Linked DNA regions of Mus musculus: region 2 is linked to region 1. Evidence: chromatin contacts called from public Hi-C data. All regions are on one chromosome and are shown on one strand. The core of a region is the stretch at or near the end of the contact, and the rest is flanking DNA. Distances in the headings are between cores, read along the strand shown. Region 1 overlaps Clip4 (CAP-GLY domain containing linker protein family, member 4). Region 2 overlaps Alk (anaplastic lymphoma kinase).

Evidence for each region. A called contact is a pair of places that touch in the nucleus more often than the background predicts.
Region 2: a Hi-C map of the N1E-115 cell line shows a contact between it and region 1, with 7 times the contacts expected there. The contact joins two enhancer-like sites. A contact is called at or near these places in 2 of 484 Hi-C or Micro-C datasets (the N1E-115 cell line and cortical neurons) and 1 of 9 other capture datasets (liver).

Annotation. Positions count from the first base shown.
Region 1 is chr17:71,833,379-71,836,078 of GRCm38.p6, reverse strand. Clip4 (CAP-GLY domain containing linker protein family, member 4) reads right to left here. Exons shown (of 16, transcript NM_030179.3): 13 at 1,772-1,895. Among named protein-coding and RNA genes, the nearest start is that of Gm30140, 52 kb to the right of the region's middle. Within about 2 kb of position 1,313, at least 14 of the 459 cell types and tissues checked have an H3K27ac peak or open chromatin away from gene starts, as enhancers often do. A contact at or near this core is called in the N1E-115 cell line, where this site is marked.
Region 2 is chr17:71,961,444-71,964,143 of GRCm38.p6, reverse strand. The region is part of intron 9 of Alk (anaplastic lymphoma kinase); the gene reads left to right. Among named protein-coding and RNA genes, the nearest start is that of Gm41613, 170 kb to the left of the region's middle. Within about 2 kb of position 1,298, at least 6 of the 459 cell types and tissues checked have an H3K27ac peak or open chromatin away from gene starts, as enhancers often do. A contact at or near this core is called in the N1E-115 cell line, where this site is marked.

The DNA.
Region 1 (2,700 bases), core at 64-2,563:
AAAACCAAACAGAAAGCAAAAGAAACAGTGAGTGAGGCCCTGTGCACTCTGTAAACACAGCAGCGAAAACAGAAACCTACAGGAACAATGTGACTTCACAAGTAAAGGCAGAGAAAAGGTTGCCGCTGTATAAAAAGCCCAGAACTGGCAACGGGGCTCACTGGTACCCACTGTGCCTGACACATGCCCAATCCTGCACTCTGGGTAACTGAATGTGAAATAAACCCCAGGCCTTGTGACTGGGAGACAAATCAAACTAATGCATGATAGTGCATCCATCACCTGCCAGACACGGGTTCAGAGGAGACTCACAGATGCCCAATAAGTCCTCCAAGGTTACGGCAAAGAGCTCACTTCTGACTCCAGATAGCCAGGGATTCAAATCCTCACTGTAGCATACAGTTGGCATTAGCTGTCAGGGCCTGATGTTCCTCCTCTGTGGAATGGGGACAATTGCAGGGCCTGTCTAATGAGATGCTTTAGGTAACTGATCCAGGGACAACTCTGAGGACGGTGTCAGCTAAGCACATGGGCCTAGGGCAGTCAGGAAGCTAACAAAGCCAGGCCAAGCTTAGCTCTTCCATTACCCAGAGATGCAACTTCAGCTCTGCTGCTTTTTCTCTGGAAAACTATTTTCCCACCTGTAAGGTGGGAATAAACACAGCAGCTCATGGATCCTTGGGTGTGCAGGGGACAATGGCGTATACCACTCGGGTGCTCAGGATGCAGCCTGCCATTAAATGCTCGGTAAGAGTTGATGATACTTAGGGTTATTTCCCAACTCACCTGGCCAGGGACTTCTTAGGATCAAGTGAAACAACACTTAGACCTTACGAGCTACAAAGTACTGTATGCCAAAGGCCTCGCTGCTGTAAAGAATAATGTGTCAAGTACACAAAACCGAAGAGAATTAACACCAAGAGGCTATGTAAGGAAAAGAAAAAAATTGAGGGAGAAAATGATTTAAAAAGAAAAAAACAAAAACAAAAACAAAAACAAAACTTCAATTTGACCAGAAACCCTCAGCGTCCAGCTAAAGGGGGACTGGTAGGAACTCCCAGGCCATCAGCACGGTTACAGTGTCATGAGAGTGACTACACCACATATGTTGTATCTTGCCCAGAGATTATAATCCCCTTTTCTAGCCTCTGTCTCCCAGCTCCACATTGCACCCGAATGTCATGAGGACCTGTGTTCTGGATAAGCTTGCTTTTAAAACCCAGAGGGAGGTGACATGTAAGCGCACTGCCTTACCAGGAAACACTCACGAGGTCTGTTACATATAAACCCCCGAGACTTCACTTCCCCCACCCCCGGAGAGCTACTGCCTATCTATTTTTGAAAACTAAGGAAATCAGAGGAAAAAGCCATTTTGGTTCCATTAGGTTTGTGGGAGAGTGAATGGGTGCCTGCTGGCAGGAAATTTAATGTAGTTAGGATGTGACTGAAGCAATCAGAGGGCATTTTTACTTTTGTTTGCATGACGGATTAAGCTTGCTCCTCGCACTGTTCTTAGCTGCAAACGCCACTTCTAATAGCCTACACACACTCATAGGGTTTGCAAATGAGGAAGAAAGGAGGTTTTTAAAATTGCAAACCCTCAGCAAGGCAAATTTAGCTTCCCATGAGCCTTCCCTCCAAGGAAGGTGGCCAGTTAACCCGTTGAAGGAACGCCTGTGCTTATCTTCCAGATGGAATCGGGGACCTGTGTGCCACAGGGAACTGCAGAGTTTCTGTAAACAGATGGATGCACACTCCAGTTTCTCCTCACCTCTGTACCCTGGACGGGGGCGCAAATATTCCATATCTCGGAGAGCAACTAAAATACTGTACACCTCCAACCGAACCATCATTCTTCCCGTGGGGCTTCTCCAGCTCTATGCCGTACCAATACCCTAGAACATGAATATTGCATTTTAAAGGCATCTGCACTTCATTCACAACCGCTGTGCGGTAATACGAACCCAAAGTCGGGATGGCTCGGCGTTTTCACAAATGACCGAGATGATGGAAGATCATCATGATCATTAAGCTCTCAGATGATCAAATTATAAAATAAAAACTTGAAAATTTGGAAAGTGGGAGAAACGTTTCAGTGGCATAATTGCAGAGCAGTAGTACATTAAGGGAGGAAAAATAAAACACACAAACTCAGATTTGCAGGGAATTAGCCATCATGCAAGGAGAGCGCCACCAAAATATATCTTAAGACTATAATGCAAAAGAAAGCGTCCTTGTCGCTAACGTAGCGGGCTTCAGTGAGAGCAGCACGGAATGCTACTGAGAGACATGAATCCTCAGGTGGACAGCTCTCTCTTCAGCTCACTGTCCACGTAGCAGAACACCACAAACACCCATTAAATAATTAAACAAGGGCAGAGATAACACGGAACACACAGTGATGCCGCTCCCTCTTCTAAGTAAAGGAAAAGACCTAGGTTTGCTAATAGAAGAACTTGTCTTAGAAGGCAGTATCTATGGGGCTAGCTGTGAGAAACCCAAGTCCCTGGAGAGACTACAACCGAAACAACGGGGCTGCACTTCCAGTAGCATGAGCTAGGTGGACATACTCTAAAGCAGGGATTCCTGGGGGTTCCATGGTTCGCTAGACAAGCCCACAGTTCGCACGCTTGTAGCCTGAGCATGCAGCACGTTTGGTCTTTTACAATCAATATCAAATAAAGAACGCGTATGTGATCA
Region 2 (2,700 bases), core at 49-2,548, 130 kb before region 1:
GGAGAGAAAGAAACCAATTAGGGAAGAAAGTAACAGAAAATGAGAAATGAGCAGAGGACAGAAGCAAACCACCTCCCTTCTCCCAGCCCCCGGTGGTAGGCATTCGCAGTCTATGCCCTCAGCCTTCATCCCACATCTCCACCATTCAGCACCTTCCTCGTTGTCAGCGCCCCATCATAGACCTTAGCCGTTGGAAACATTATTCTCCATGCTTCCTTATATCATCTCTGCTCCCCCAGGGTCTCCAACCTGTACAGTCAGGAAGTACTCTTTTCAAAGATCCTATCATAGATAAGATTCCCCATAACCTCTGGACCGCCCATGAGCAATTCTTTTAAACACAAGTCTATTCATGTCCCTGGCTTCCTGGGGCTTTTAGGGCATTCCCTATGTTCTCCAATAAGACCTTTCTTTAAGGTTATGTGTGATGTGTCCAACCTCAGCTTCAGTATCTCATACCATTCATTCTCCTCCTCTGCCTAGACTCCTCTCACTCGGTGGTACCATGCCAAAGTTCCTTACCAAGCCAAAACTCCTTACCTCAAGCTTTTGCATTTTCAAGTTTCTGCACATTAATATTCTTCCTTTGCCATCCACACTTGTAAATACCACTCCTCGCTCACTGTTTAAAGAAGTCTTCCCTCCATCCTGGGCTATCTGTGTGCCCACAATGTGTCCTTGAGGCTCTTGAGGCAAACATGTGCCTTTTCTTTCATTTTTAATGGGTTTTTTTTTTAAATATTTGAATTGGTACACAGGGCAGAGATCATGTCCCTATCTTATATGCCACTGCTTTCTGAACCTAGTAGCGTGCCTAACATGAAAAGCTCAATAAATCTATGTTGCCAGAATATGTCTTGAGAAAAATTGACTATATACCTCAAAACAGCAGCTGAATGAGCTGAGAATTCACCATTGGAATCCCTCCAGTTACCCCTCTTCTGTCCAACCTGTGTCTAGCAAAACAGACGAGACCACTTTATAATAAACGCGACCACAAAGAGTTCCATATTTCAAAGCAGCGCCTGTGTCCTGTCAGAAAAACCAAAACAGCATTTGTTACTCTTGTGACAGGGAGACCCTCTTTGGGGACTCGCCTGGTGCCTGTGCTTTCTTTGTGTGTGGTCACTGTCCTGTCAAAACCACTTTATGAGAAAGACTTTGATCTTAACCGTGTGCCACCCCCCTCCCCCCGGCGCCTGTGAGTTGGGAGCTTGAGCTGAGCGTGGAGACCAAAGAACTGCAGTCAGATTGCTCCCACGCCGCAGCAGTATCTCAGTGACTGTGCCATGTGCCCATTAAAAGGCTGGCAGCCAGAAGCTGTGTGTCCATGAATGGCATCTCTTCTGTCCATTCACAACCATGTAAACTGATAGAAGTAACGTCATCATCTGTCATCATTATGGAATTACCATCACTCTACAACCAGACTGCAAAGATGAACTAGGAAAAAGAATCTCCAGAGCCGTGCCCGGCGTGGCGTGAGCAGTGCTCGGCATGTCATGGGCAACATCCCTGGAATACAGATACGTGCTCTCATGGCAACTTTGAAGGACAGCACTAATTCAAATGTGTTTAAAGGCTTTGTCGTGCTCAGACATCTATCATGAGTAAATATGGCTCCTTTCTTTTTTTCTGTCCTCCACCCACCTCTTCTCCCTCCTCGAGTGTGACTGCCATTATCTCTTCTGGAATTAATTTTACCTTTCTTCAAAAATGGACGAAAAGCAAGTTCTCTCTCCTTATTGTCATCACCATTCATTCTCTTTCAGGGATATAATTCTGGGTTTCCTCTCCATTATCATCTCCCTTACTAACAGCAGTGTTTCCCACTGCCCTAAGCCTTGACACACTTACAGCATAGAGGCTGCCACTCAGGCTCTCTCTGCGAGAGACTGCGAGATAACCATGGATCAAATCTCGTCACGCAAATCGCCCCAATCGCACAGTCAAATAGAAAGCACACAACTTATCACACCTGCGCAAGCTCGACTCCCCAGCACCGTCGTTAGGAAGGCTTTTAGCTGTATGCTGTATACAAAGTCTAACAAAAAAAAATGTTCCCTCTGGAGATATTTAGGTTTCCTGTTTCCCTTTGCATCCTTTGTCCTAAACGGCAAGTGAGATGCCTCGCAAATGCATCTTCCAAACGAGTTCGGTTAAACTGAGAGTTATGTCCTCATGCATTCATACCAAAAATGCCAGAAATGCTTTTTCTCCCCTGTTCAACTTTTGGCTGTCGTCCTCGGCATCCCTACTTTATCCAGGAAGACTATGGATAGCAGTAGCCTCCCTTCCTGGAGCATCTTTCTGCCCTCAGGAAAGACTTAGCGGGGCACTTTCTTCATTGTTGTCTGTGTAGAGAAGTATATACACCAAACACTACAGGCAATCCTGGGTTCATGGGTCTAGACATCCCCTGCTTCTGGAAGTGTTATGTTTAACTTGTATTTTTTCACAAATTGCATCACAGCTTCCTGGTGCAGCCATGAATGAGTTTCAAATGCAGGTCAGAACTAACGCATGTTGAGTGCTCACTGCTGGCCAATCACTGTAACGAGTACTTAGCCGCACTATCTGCTTTCATCCTTCAAAGAGTCCCTTGGGATAGAAACTATAATTAACTCCCTTTATATATGAGAAATCTGAGTGCTAAAGAGGTTAAATGATTTTTCCCTTAACCCTTAGGCCACTCTGCTT